2 separate regions of the Mus musculus genome follow, and region 2 is linked to region 1. A link is a contact called in public promoter capture Hi-C data. All regions are on one chromosome and are shown on one strand. Each heading gives the region's core, a stretch centred on a gene start, on an enhancer-like site or on the middle of the called end of the contact. The rest is flanking DNA. Distances are from core to core; before and after follow the strand shown.

The links. Capture Hi-C pulls out chosen DNA fragments and counts their contacts.
Region 2: a contact with region 1 is called in a promoter capture Hi-C map of liver. The contact joins the promoter of Fzd9 here to the promoter of Vps37d in region 1. A contact is called at or near these places in 7 of 39 promoter capture datasets (the 3T3-L1 cell line, cranial neural crest, embryonic stem cells and 4 more), 1 of 484 Hi-C or Micro-C datasets (nephron progenitors), 5 of 115 datasets of contacts at active chromatin or transcription factors (the 230-238 cell line, bone marrow-derived macrophages, embryonic stem cells and 2 more) and 3 of 9 other capture datasets (adipose tissue, liver and pancreatic islet).

Annotation. Positions count from the first base shown.
Region 1 is chr5:135,075,264-135,082,211 of GRCm38.p6, forward strand. Vps37d (vacuolar protein sorting 37D) reads right to left here and starts at 3,003. Exons shown (of 4, transcript NM_001199677.1): 1 at 2,799-3,003; 2 at 1,195-1,366. The coding sequence starts at 2,936.
Region 2 is chr5:135,247,091-135,254,038 of GRCm38.p6, forward strand. It overlaps Fzd9 (frizzled class receptor 9), which reads right to left and starts at 3,957. Exons shown (of 1, transcript NM_010246.1): 1 at 1,848-3,957. The coding sequence starts at 3,939. The coding sequence ends at 2,161.

The DNA of each region.
Region 1 (6,948 bases), core at 1,753-4,252:
CCATTTTTTTTTTAATTTTTATTTCATGTATATGTGTGTTTTGCCTGCATATATGTATGCGTACCCATGGACATCAGAGATATTATTGGATTTCATGGAACTGGAATTATAGGCAGTTGTGAGCTGCCATGTATGGAGGTGCTGGGATTCGAACCCAGGTCCTCTGGAGTAGTAGCAAGTGCTTTTAGCTTTTGAGCCATCTCTCCAGCCCCATTTCTTGTTTTCTGTTTGAGGTTGGGTTTTTACTTATTTAAATGTGTGTATTTACATTTTATTTGCATTGGTGTTGTCTGCATGTGTGTCTATGTGCAGGTGTCAGAGCCTGGCATTACAGACAGCTGTGAGCTGTTCTGTGGGTCTGGGGGTTTGAACCCAGGTCCTCTGGAGGCAGTCAGTGCCTTCAAATGCGGAGCCATCTCTCCAGCCTTTTGATGTTAGGTTTTTTTTAAACTGTTTTAAATAACATTTTTACTTTGTGTTCTTGTGTGTATGTGGGTGGGCACACACATACCACTCAAGAGTTGTAGAGGTCAGAGGTCAATTTCTAGGCGCTGGTCTTTTCCCCTTCCACCTTGTAGGTCCTGGGAAGCAAACTCAAGCTTGCCACCTAGTGTCATTACTTAGTGAACCATCCTCAGCCTTGATGAGATTTTGTTGTTGGCTTTTGGTTTGTTTTTCGTTTTTGTTTTTGTTTTTGAGATAGGGTCTTGGGTAGCCCAGGCTGGCCTCAAACTCACTCTAGCCAAGGCTGGCCTTGAACTACTGATCCTCCGGTGTCTGCCTCCCAAGTGGTGGGACTATATGCATATGTCACCATGCCTGGCTTGGGTCTCCTTTCTTCTACTGCCCAGGGTCTCTTCAACACAACCGTTTGTTTTTGTTTTGATGCAGAGTCTCCCCTCAAGACACAGAGCAGTCTGATCAAGACCTCCTACATAACCTAGGGCTGGTCTTGAAGTTTTGTGATCCTCCTGCCTCTGCCTCCCAAATCCTGGGATTACACACAATGGGGGACCCAGCCCAGTTCTCCATGCCTGCTTCCTCCACAGGTCAACACCTCACTCTTCCAGGAGGCCAAAACCAACTCCCTTCACACTTTGTCCAGGAGTAGGTGTGTCCCAGTCCCACCCTTAAGAACTTGGCACGAATTAAGGCCAACCCCGCCCCAAGCAGGTCTCCTGGGCCGCCCCTCACCCAGTCTCTGCAGTTTGTCTGCGCAGTTCTCAGCCACCTCTCGAAGCTCTTGGTACTTGATGGCCAGGGCTGTCCGACCCATCTCCAGGCGGGGCCGCAAGGCCAGGTTCTCCTTGGCCAGCGCGTAGTTAGAGGCCAAGCAGGCATCCCGTTCCAGCTGCAGACCCTGGAACTGCGGTGGACGAGAGCTAAGAGGCCTGGGCTCAGACTGCCCAGGGTCACCTGAAGTCCACCCTTGCACAACACCCACCACAGGCCTGGCCAAAGGCACCCCGGAGCCCCCAACCTGCAAGGGTGACAGGACCAACAGGTGGAGGGACCAGGCTTTGCCTTGCATCTTTTCTTTGGGCCCCAGTTTCTACTACAATTAAAAACAAAACAAAACATAAACAAAACAAAACAAAACAAAAAACCCGCCTAGCTCACCGAGCTGTTGTGAGACTTAAGTGAACCAAACTATGAAGGCCTCTACAAATGTTAGTTAATTTTTAATTTTTCAATTAATATGTCTGCTTAGGTCCCGGAGGGCTCCCCCCTCCCTCCTCTGTCCCATTTTCTCCGCTTGGACAGCTTGCCTCTCATACCAGGCCTTTGTCTCGCTTCCTCCTCAGGTGTTTGTGTGGAAAGCATCCCCACCCCCTGTTCTGACTCTTGGGGGAGTGATGTTTTCACCCCGAACCTTCCCAGCAACCCCCACTCAGGTCACCCTCTCATCTCTTCTACCCCCTTGTTGGCCCTCTAGTGGAACCCCACACGCCCCCGCGAACACAACACACACCCCCTTTGCTTCTGTGGTCCCCTGCCCCTGCTAGCTGCTCACCTAGCAGAAGGCAGCACTGGGGCCCTGAAGACGGCTGTTTGAGCCTGTTTCTAGGAGGGCCAAGCCTAGCTCCCCGCCCCTGGAGAATGCGCTCCCTCCATCTGTCCCCTGATCCATGCACAAGCCCCTCCTCGTCTGGCTCCTTGTAACACACACTTTCTCTTTCTGTACCCCCCTCCCGACAGACAACCAGCCCGGGCCTATGTCTCCCGTGAAATATACAACTTTCTCTTATGGTGGCCTACAGAATACAAGCCTCTGTATTCAAAGACCCATACCCAATGGCAGACACAAAGCCCCCTCCCCATCTAATGCATTACTACCCCCCCCCCATTTTCCCAGCTATCCTCCCCACCCCAGGTGTCAAGCAGGCCTTCAGTTCTCCCCCCCCAAACAAGGCGCCTCCCCTTTCTGGCCCTACAGAACGTGGGTGTGCTGAGCCAGGGCCCCCCACAACACAGCTCACCCTCCACCTCCCGCCCCCCAGAACACACCTCCCCGGAGCATCCTCGGGAGGGCACGCCTCGCGGCCATCCCGGGGTGCACGGGTGCATCCCCGGGCGCCCCCCTTCCGCACCACTCGCCCCAGGCTGGATCGGGGCGCCCCCCATCCCCCGGGGGCGGCTCCGCGGGGCCCACTCGGACGTGCCAGGCTCCCATGATCCCGAGGCCTGGCAGCTCCAGGGGGGTGGCCTCCGCTGGCTGGGTCTCCGGGTCCCCGCAGGCCGCAGCCCGACCTCTCCATCCCCCCACACCCTCCTCCTGCCCGCGCCCCCCGCGTTACCTTCCTGCTGAGCCGCACGATCCGGTCCAGCTTGGGCTCATCTTGAAGCAGATCCCGGAGCTGCCCGGTGCTGAGGATCCCAAAGCGCCCCGGGCTGCCGGGCTCCGGCCCCGCCCGCGCCGCCCGGGCCCGGTACATACCGCCCGCCCGCGCCCCCAGCTCGGCTGCTGGCTCGGCCCGATCGGCCCCGCTCCGCCCCGGCTCCGCTCCGGCTCCGCTCCGGGCTCCGGGCTCCGGCTCCAGCTCCAGCTCCGGCCGCGCGCTGCGCTGGCCGCGTTCTGCCACCAGGGGGCGCCTTGACCGCTCTTAAAGGGGCAGCCGCCGCGGCTGGCCAGACTGGGGGTGGGGCAGATAGGGGGCGGGCCGCACCCGGAGATCTCCCGCCGGGGTGTTCCCGAGCCATAGCAAACCTGTCGCTCAAAGCGGGCTCTCTCCCGAAGTCCATCCTCCCACCTATGTCTCGAAATCCAAATATCCTCTCATCTCGCCCCTTCATCCTGCCACGCTTCACCGCGGACCCTCCCACCCCAGGAGCCTACAGTTTGCAAGGTTCTTTCACATCCCCCTCTTTGGATACCTACAGCTCTCTGAGTTGGGCTGGGCGCCAAAGCCCCTGTCTGGCTGCTAACTTGGTCACGTCATTCATATCCTCTGTGCCTCAGTTTTTTTCATCTGTGAAATGGGGGATTTGAAGCACCATGAACGTTGAGATAGCGAATGCTGAGTGCCTTTGGGGCAGGGCAGGTGAATATGTAACTAACTTCCTGAGTTTCTGTTACTTTAGAGATACCGAGGCGTCACAGAGTGTTAGTGGCGCTTAGCCATAGTCTGTGTGTTTACAATGCCCTATATTCCATCCCCAACACCACCAAGAAAATAAATTAATAAAAGGTAATTTACAAAATAAAACAGATTTTAAAAATCTCAAAAGATGACATCACGTTCCTGAAGTCCTATTACTCTGATTGACAATCCTTGTTCCCCATCTACAAGGAGTCCACAGGCTAAGGCACAATCTCATTTAGTGCAACACAGAATGGCAGAGGCAGACGTGGCATAATCCCAGCACTATGATGACTGAGGCAGGGGGATTATCTAGATTTTGATACCAGTCTGGGCTTTATAGAAAGGCTCTGTCCCAAAAATACAGATGGTAGGAGCAAGAGAGATGTGAAATGTTTGTCATACCACAAGGAGGATCCGAGTTCAAGTCCTAGAACACAGGTAAGAAGCCAGACAAACCGGGCGTGATGGTGCACGCCTTTAATCCCAGCACTCAGGAGGCAGAGGCAGGCAGATTTCTGAGTGCGAGGCCAGCCTGGTCTACAGAGTGAGCTCCAGGACAGCCAGGGCTACACAGAGAAACCCTGTCTGGGAAAAACAAAACAACAACAACCAACCAACCAACAAGCATGGTTGTTCAGGTTCTTACTCACAGTACTGCAGAGGTAGCTGGACTCCCGGGGTTCCATGGTCAGCCAGCCTAGCCTGATCTATGAGGTCCAGGCCCTGTCTAAAACCAAACCAACAAACAAAAGCAGTCACAACAGCTGGGTGTTGACCTTTGTTTCCATGTGCATCTTCCCCCTGCCACGTACACATATATAATGAATGTGTTCCCTGTACACACACACACACACCACACACACACACACACACACACACACTCACTCACTCCCCACTATGAAGGCACATGACTGGTTCCAGCCAATCATAAAGACTTATGTGAAGAGGTGACAACTGAATGGGGTTTCAAAGGCTGAATAGGAGTTCTGGAGAAGATTGTAAGTCAAGGCATAGGGACCAAGAGAGCTCAATAAGGCTGTCTCTAATCCAGCTTTATCCTCCTGCCTTAGCTCCCAAGTGTTAAGATGACATGTGCGCACCACCATATCTGCTCTAACTTAGCCATAACTGAAATCCACTCATATGAAAGGACCCTACCTCTGGAAGCTGTCTCTGCCTCCCAGTGCGGGCTCCTGCCTATCCTTTCCTGTGAGTTTGCCATTCTGTTCTCCCTTGACTGTCATCCATAGTCCATCTCTGAGCGCCCTAGTCTGCTTTTTCCAAGCTGGCTATTTATTTCTGGGAGCATTTTAGGGAACTCCTGTCTGCCTCTCCCTTGGCCCTTCCTACGCTGGGCTACTAACCTTCCTCCTTAGCTGTGAGGGAGATGACAGGGAGGGTCCTGCCTTTCTGTTTATTCCTCCTCCTTCCCCCTCTCAAGTCCTAGAGACAGAAGAGATTGCTCAGCAATTAAGAGCATTTGCTACTCTTGCAGAGGACCAGGGTTTGGGACCCAGAATCCACATGGTGGCTCATAGCTGCCTGTAATTTCAGTTCCATGGGGGATCTAATGCCCTCTCCCAGCTTCCTGTGTCACCATGGCTGTGGGTTGAATTCACTCTGGCTGGAATTCACTCTGTAGACCAGGCTAGCTTGGATCTCACAGAGATCTGCCTGCCTCTGTCTCCTGAGTGCTGGGGCTAAAGGCGTACACCACCATCTCTAGCAATAAATATGTCTTTTCTTTTTCTTTTTCTTTTCTGTTTTTTAAAAAAGATCACCAGACCTTCCATGCTTTTCTCCAGAGCTCCATGTCTATCCTAGAAAGATACTTCTGCTTCTCCTGCCCCATTTCCCAGGATGCCCTTTGTGCCTGCCCTTTGTCCCGATTCTCTCTGGCCTCCTGGAAGAGTGTGACCTCTCTTCATTCAGAAGTCAACACAGACAGATGCTGCCTTGATCTGAGGATCACCTCAGCTCTCACTTCTGAGGTGACTGGCTAGCCCCTTAGTCCGTTCTGATGGCTTCTGTCTGACTCGTTCACCTTAGTTTCTGTTTAACCGACTCCCTTTTATCCCCACCCTAGCTCCAGTTTTTAAAATTTGAGGCGGTAGGAATAGAAACAGAGGACTTACCCATACAAAGCAAGTACTCTACTGTTGAGCCACGCCCCTCGATCCTCACTGGGGGATTCTAGGCAGGGGCTCTACCACTGAGCCACGCCCCCAGCCCCTCACTGGGGATTCTAGGCAGGGGCTCTACCACTGAGCCACACCCCTCACTCCTCACTGGGGGATTCTAGGCAGGGGCCCTACCACTGTGTTAGATTTCAGTCTTAGTTTTATTTTATTTTATACACAGGATCTCATCACATAGCCAAGCCTTTCCCTCTGGATTCTGGCATTACAGGTGTAGGCCAGTATGTCCCACTCCACAAGTTTTATACTTGTTTGTGTATTATTTTTGAGCAGAGGAAATATAGATTAAAGAAACGTGAGAAAAAACAAAAAGCTTGGGGGCTTCATGGAGGAATAGCACCATTCCAATTGTTCAAAATATAGTATTCATTTATTTTTATTTTTTAAAATTTTTAAAAAGATTTATTTATTTTATTTATATTGCTGTCTTCAGATACACATCAGAAGAGGGCGTCAGATCCCATTACAGATGGTTGTGAGCCACCATGTGGTTGCTGGGGATTGAACTCAGGACCTCTGGAAGAGCAGTCGATGCTCTTAACCACTGAGCCATCTCTCCAGCTCCATAACTACTTTTAGTATATACATTTTGCCTGTGTGTATGTGTGTACCTCAGCTGCTGTAAACAAGAGCTAGAGACAGTTGTGAGCTGCCACGTGGGTGCTGGGAGCCGAACCCGAGTCCTCTAGAAGAGCAGCCAGCTCTTAACCTCGGAGCCATCTCGCCAGCCCTATTTGTTTTCAGATACAGTCTTGTTAGCTGGCCAAGAACTCCCTAACTTTCCATATAGACCAGGCTGGCTTCAAACTCAGAGAGAGCCTCCTGCCTCTCTGCCTCCCGAGTGCTGGGATTAAAGGCATGCAGCACCACGGCCCCATGACGATGAAAGTCCTGCCTGTGGATAACCTTTCTTGTGTCCTCCATTACCTCAGCCCACCCTGTTAGTCCCCTTACTCCCTTCCCACCACGAAGCAAAGCTAAGGTCATAACCCACGTCCTTACTCCCAGAACCAAATTTTCACACTCCCAAATGATTGGCAGTCCTTTTTGTGGGTAGCATAGTCGGCGCCCAGGCATCTCTTTAGCTATGGGGTGGGCAGAAAGAAAAACTCAGCTAAAGACTGAATGAGGGGCGCACACACCTGTAAATCCCTGCACTCCAGGGG
Region 2 (6,948 bases), core at 2,707-5,206, 170 kb after region 1:
ATTCTCTGAGTCTGAGGCTATTGAGTTCCAGGACAGCCAGGGCTATATAGAGAGACCCTGTCTCAAAATATAAAAAAAAATAACTTTGAGGGACTTCACTCATAAATGCTGGTTATGTGTAGAATACATCCAGGGCCACTGACCACAATCTTTGCCTGTGGCTAGGACAGTGGGCAGGAGCACATGCTGTGAAAACGGAAGGACCTGAGATGAAACCCCAGCATCCCCAGAAAAGGCTGGGTGTGGATGAGTGAGCCGATGAGGACACCTGCCGTTCTCCCTGGCCCATGTATGCATATATTCACGCAATCATACACACACGCACACACAGGCAACTTCGGCCTGATTGGCATCAACAGTCTAGATACAATTTCAGCTGATACAGACCTCCGGGATGACCACACGTCCCTCACGGGGACAGGGATGGGACATGTCCCAGTAACCTGTGCTTCCCTAGCACACAGGTACACATAGTGTTTCCCCAGCTTCCCACACACTGTCAACTGTCCCAGCACAGCTGTGCACATCCCTGTGGTCCTGCCTTATTCTCGAAGCTGCTGTCAGTGCCCCAAGTTCTGATGTTTGGGGTGGGTGAGAAGGGACACAATAGTCAATGAATTCAACAGCTCCCTACCTCCCAGACTGGTACCAAGACATAGATAGACCTGCCCATCTTTCCCCCTCCATCCCAAAATACAAAGAGAGAGCTTGAGGCTCCAACTACCGAATATTCTGTTTTGTTGTTAGTGAAGGGTTTTATTGTTGATGTTAATGCTGTTTTTGTTTTTTGAAGACAAGGCTTCTAACTTGCTGAGCAAGTCTTTAAAAAATATTTTTACATCAATTTAGTGGGGGTCAGGGATTTGTGGGTGTTGGTTCTCGTACCTAGTGGGTTCAAAGGACTGAACTCAGATTAGACTCCATAGTAAACAACTTTACCTGCTGAGCCATTTGGCCTGCCCACTCTCTTTTTTTATTTTTATTTTTATCCAAAGAGTTTCAGGTAGCCAGGGGATACCTATGTTAAATTCCTGATCTTCCTACTTCTATCTCCCAAATATTTGAATTACAAACATGCTCCACTATGCCTCTTTTAAGCCGTGCTGGAGACAGAACCCAGGGCTTCATGCACGTTAGGCAAGGACACTGCCAACTGAGCTTGGATCCCAGCTCTCAGCAACCTTCATAGATAATGAGGACCATCCTCCAGACTTGGGTGAAAGGATGCCTTAGAAACAGTCTCCCTCCTCCCCTCCCTCCCTCTCTTTCTTTATAAAAAGCATCTTACTACATGTATGTATTTGTATAGTAGGAGTTGTGCCACAGGGCACAGGTAGGGGTAAAAACAGTCTGTGAGTTGGTCCCCAGCCCTATGTGAGTTCCTGCGATTGAAAGCAAGTCCTCAGTTTTAGCGGCAAGCACCTGTCTCCACTGAGCTCTCTTGCCAGCCCGGACCTTATTTGCTAAAGCAAAGTATGGGTGGGTAGGGGCGGGGGAGCTTACCTGTTTCTCTAAACAGGCTAGATGACACTGTTAGGACTAGAAGGAGCCATGTCACAGCCAGGGGTTCCTGGGTATTCATGAGGAGGTTCTTGTTGCACTTCAGAAGCACAGATCTCAGACTTGAGACAGGTGAGAAGAGAAACACACACCACGCACACGCACACACCCACAGCAGTCTAGGACTCCTATAATCCACCGATGCCCCCACAGAGGAACTTCCTCCTGGACAAGGGGTCAGAGGATGAATCTCATGGCCTCCGCCCCCCACCCCCAGCTCTGCTTATGAAGTTTCTCACCCTCCTGTCTTGTCTTCCCTCTTTCCAGCCCAGATAGAACACAGCAGTGCCACACGAGGGTTTATTCCAGTCACAGCTTCCAGAGAAATGCCACAATAAATTACATCATTAAATAACTCTGCACTGGACCCTGCCCCCTTCTGCCCCTTCTTATCCTGGGACCCTCTGTGGACTAGGACCACTCCCTGCATGAGACAGAAGGTCAAGGCCCTGAGCTTTACTGGGTCCCCACCCTAGTCCTCAGCCCCCTGTGTCTCACTTGTCTGACCTTGACAGCTGGGCAGCTGTTAGTCAGCTGTCTCTGAAGGGGGGAGGGGAGGGCAAGGAGGGAGCAACCATAACTCACAGCCTAGCCTATGTTCTAGAGGTGTGTGGGGTTCTCCAGAGAGGGGTCTGTCTTAGTCATGTGCAAGACCACCGTGGGGGCTTTGTAGTGGCAGTGGGTACCCCGGCCATAGCCCCCTGGGGTTCGGCAGGCCTTGGCCCGGGCTCGGCCAGCTGCCATTTTTCGGTAGCACAGGCTCTGCCAAGTCTGAAAAGTCTTGGAACTCCATACCCAGACTCCACTGGTGATGCCCACCACCAAGGACATGAAGATTTTGAGCATGAAGACAGCCACAGTGGGCACCGAGCCCCCTGGCAGCGAGCAGTCTCTCCGGCCTCCAGGCACGGTGGCAGCAGTACATGGTTGCTCTGTGGCCCGAAGCCGCCAGAAGTCCATGTTGAGGCGTTCATAAACGTAGCAGACAATGACGCAGGTGGCCGGCACTGTGTAAAGGATGGAAAAGACTCCGATTTTGACCATCAGCTTCTCCAGCTTCTCCGTATTGGTGCCTCCCGTCTTCATGATTTTGCGGATATGGAAGAGAGCCACAAAACCGGTCAGGAGGAAACTGGTACCCAGTACCAGGTAGCAAGATAGGGGTACCAACACAAAGCCAGTGAGGGCTGCCGGGTCCATGCTGGCTACATAGCAGAGCCCAGTCAGTTCATCGCCAGCCACCTTGCGCAGAGTCAGGACCACGATAGTTTTGAGTGCTGGCAGGCCCCACGCTGCCATGTGGAAGTAGCTGCCGTGAGCCTCGATGGCCTCGTGGCCCCATTTTTTGCCTGCAGCCAGGAACCAGGTTAGAGTCAAAACCACCCACCAAAGTGAGCTGGCCATCCCGAAATAATAGAGCAACAGGAAGACCAGGGTGCAGCCTGTGTTTTCCAGACCCTCCTGGATCACATACAGAGCCCCTGCCTCCTGGTCGCATGCCACACTCTGTGCACCTGCCACCGCTCTGATCAGGAAGGCCAAGGAGTAGACATTGTAGCACATAGAAAGGAAGATAATCGGGCGCTCTGGGTACTGGAACCGGTGAGGCTCCAGCAGGAAGGTGAACACGGTGAAGGCCGTGGAGAAGAAACACAACGCGGACCACACAGCCATCCAAACCAGCGCGAAGTCCTTATCGCGCCGAGACCAGAACACCTCGACGCCTGGCCCGCAGCGCGGAGCGCACGAGCGACTCTTCTCCACGTACTGGAACTTCTCGGGGTTGTCGCAGGTGCCACCGCTGCCGGGACCTGGGGCTGAATCTCCCGGTGGCCTCGCGGGCCGAGGTGCCACAGGGAGCATGCCCAGGCCCTTGTGGGGTTCTGTGGGGCCTGCTGTAGCGTTCTCGGGTGCCTCCATACAGAGTGCGTGCGGGTCGTTGCGCGTGGGGAGCCGGGCACAGTCGAGTGAGTCGGGCCAGCCGAAATTGAATTGCTCCATGATGGGGGCGCAGCGCAGGCGAGCCTGCTCGCACATGGGCCGGCAGGCTGGGATGGGAGTGGAGACCTGGTCGGTGCACATTGGGGCGTAGAGCGAGCAGAGGAAGAAGCGCAGGTGGCTGTGGCAGCCGTACTGCACGAGGGGCGAGAACTCGGCCAGCTGCGCCGCCGCCTCGCCCTGCGACGTGTGGCCCAGTAGGTTGGGCATGCGGGTCAGGTTGTAGCCAATGCCCCGGCACATGGGGATCTCCATCGCTTGGCACGGTGCGGGGCCACGGCCACGCTCCGGATCGAAGCGGCCGATCTCCAGCGCCGCGCCGCCCGTCGCCAGCAGCTGCCACAGCAGCAGCGCCCCGCGGAGCAGCGGTGGCACGGCCATCGCCCCGCGGCGCGGCCGCTCGGGCTCACTCGCACCGCTCCATCCCGCGTCCCGGGATCTGCGCGCCACGTCGCGGCTCCCGCGCCATCTCTCGGCCGCCCACGTGTGTCCCGGAGCGCGTGGCGCCTTCGGAGGAACAACCGCTACCACCGCCGTCGCCGCCGCCGCCGATGCCGCCGCCACTCCAGCCAGAGCCGGCGTGGTCTCCGCCGCCAGCCGCCGCGGCTCGGCACCCCGAGGGCGTGGTCAGTAGGAGGACACGCCCAGGGGCGGGGCAGTCCCTCAGGGCACGCCCCCGTCGCGCTTTAAAGGTGCCGCGCCTCTCTGCCACGCTGGAGGCGTGTGGGCAACGTTGTGGGTCAGCTTTTCTTCTCTTCTGCTCATTTCTTTCCCTTCCTTTGCAGACTCGACAGTCCGCGGGAACGCACCTCCCAATGTACTCCCTCGCATCAAGTGCGCCCTTTTCTTCCCAGGTGGGAGGGGACCATCCCAAGCTCTCCAAGCTCCAGGCTAGGGAGTTGCTTGTTCCCCCTCTCCTCTCTTCTTCCCTTAAGGGTGTTTTTGTTGATCCTGTTGTTTTTGAGACAGGGTCTCATATAACCCAGGCTGGCCTCAAGCTCACCTTGAATTCCTGATCCTCCTGCCTCATAAGGGCTGCCACCACATGAGGTTGTTTTTTGTTTTTTTGTTTTTTTGGTTTTTTTTTTATTAATTTATTATATGTAAGTACACTCACTGTAGCTGTCTTCAGACATTCCTGAAGAAGGCATCAGATCTTATTATGGATGGTTGTGAGCCACCATGTGGTTGCTGGGATTTGAACTCAGGACCTTTGGAAGAGCAGTCAGTGCTCTTACCCGCTGAGCCATCTTGCCAGCCCCCCACATGAGTTTTTTCTGCTGTTCATTCTAGGGATGGAACCCAGGCTAGACAAGCCACGTGCCCAGCCCAAGCTGATTTTGTTTTGTTTTCATTATATTTATCACACACACACACATCCTGCCGTTTGTCTGTCTGTGTGTGCGTGTGTGTGCATGTGTGTGTGTGTGTGTGTGTGTGTGTGTGTGACACGCACGAAACTGCATGCAAGCAAGGACAACTTGGGGAGTCAGTACTCTTCTTCTATCACGGGATACCTGCCCCCTGACTCGGGTCATCATGACTGGGATGGGGTGACTACCTTTATACTGAGCCATCTCTCCGGCTCCTCCACTTGTCTGTTTTGTTGTTGCCTTGCTTTGCTTTAAATTTTTAAATTTTCTTATTAATGTGCTTTGCTTGTCTATCTGTATGTGCACCACGTGTGTGCCTGGTACCCTTGGAGGCCCTAAGAAGGCTTTGGAACTGGAGTTGTGAACCTCCATGTGGGTGCTGGGAATCGAACCTAGGTCCTCTGGAGGAGCAACCAGTGATCTCAATTCCTGATCCATTTCTCAAACTCCCCATTTGTTTGTTTTCCAGACTATTTCATGTTGTCCAAGCTGGCCTCACATTCCTTATGTATCAAAGGACTTCTCACCCTCCTACTTCCACCTCCCAAGTGCCTGAGCCAGGTATTTCACAGTGATGATTTCAGCCTCTACTGTGGCCCTACAGGAAAGCCGGAGTCTCTGGTACAAGTCTGAAGGGAAAGCTATACTACTCAGGCTCACACACCTCCTCGGTGTCAGGACTGGCAGGCACATTGTTTCCCTGCTAAAAGTTGCCTGTTACATGCGCGCACACGCGTACACACACACACACACACACACACACACACACACACACACACACACACACACACACACACACACACACACACACACACATACACGGCTTGGCCAATACCCTCCTGCTATATTTAGAGCCGGGATTCAGGAAGAAGCCAGGGCAGCGCTGATGGCCGCAGTGAGAAAATGGGGTGGTCATTTCCTAGTCTCTCGGCTCCCAGAAAGCTGCAGCTCGGCAGGGACAAAGAAAAACATATGTGTCACTGGCATGCACCCAGCCCCCCCCCCCCCGAAAAGACTGGAGAGAAGAGGCTTTGTGAAGATGCAGCCAGCCCTGCACGCCAAACTGAGCCCCTGCGAGTCCCCAGGTTGGGTCTTGCTTCGCGATCCTAAACTCGGGGCTGGGGAGACGGCTTAGGCAGATAGGTGCTTTTTGGGCAAACATGAGGTCGTGAGTTCGGATCCCCAGCACCCACAAACGAAGCCAGGTGGCGTGATACACACCTGTTGATCACACTCCTGGAGAGGAGACAAGAAGATCTCTGAGGGTTCTACCTCAACCCCCCCCCAACCCCCACCTTATGAACCTAGGTCCTCACTTCTCCATTCTTTAAGGTTTTTTTTTTTTTTTTTTTTTTCAAATACCCCAAGACCTTTCTCTTATTCCATCGATCATAGTAGACTCAGGGGCAGGCTCTGCTTTGGGTCCCCCAGTGTCCTTACCTATCCTATAAGCCTTCTGCTATCTTTCCCTTCCTTTTTGCAGAACACTAACAGCCACACCAGACACCCGGGTGAGGGAGCACTTATTTCTGATCTCAAGGCTTAGCCTTGCTTCCTGAGCATCTGTCCCAGTGGCTGGAGCTCTCTTTAAGGAAAGTTGTCCCTTTCCTCAAAGCCAGCTAGGAGGCAGAGACTAGCCAGGAGTTCTATTTTGTATGTCCCTGCCTCCCACTCCAGGATGCAAAAGAGTTGGGGGCCCCTAACTTTGGCAGCCATAGTGGGAAGGGCAACTCCAGGGGCCAGTGGGATGCAAGGCCTGCCTGTCACTATGGCAACAGCCAGCTCCTGGGAAGCCAGAGGTGTATGTGTGCCTACCCCTCAGTGCAGATGCTTCAGGGGGAGGGAAGAGAAGAGGCCCCTTGGGCTGCCTGCCCACCCACCCGGCTTTGTTACCCGATCCCCCTCTTTACAAAAGAGGAACAATACCTCAGGCACACACTGAAAGGGAGACGATGCGAAGGGGCAGAGACCGAAGGAGGTCACCATCACTGCCCCACCCCCACTGGGAGCCCCTCGA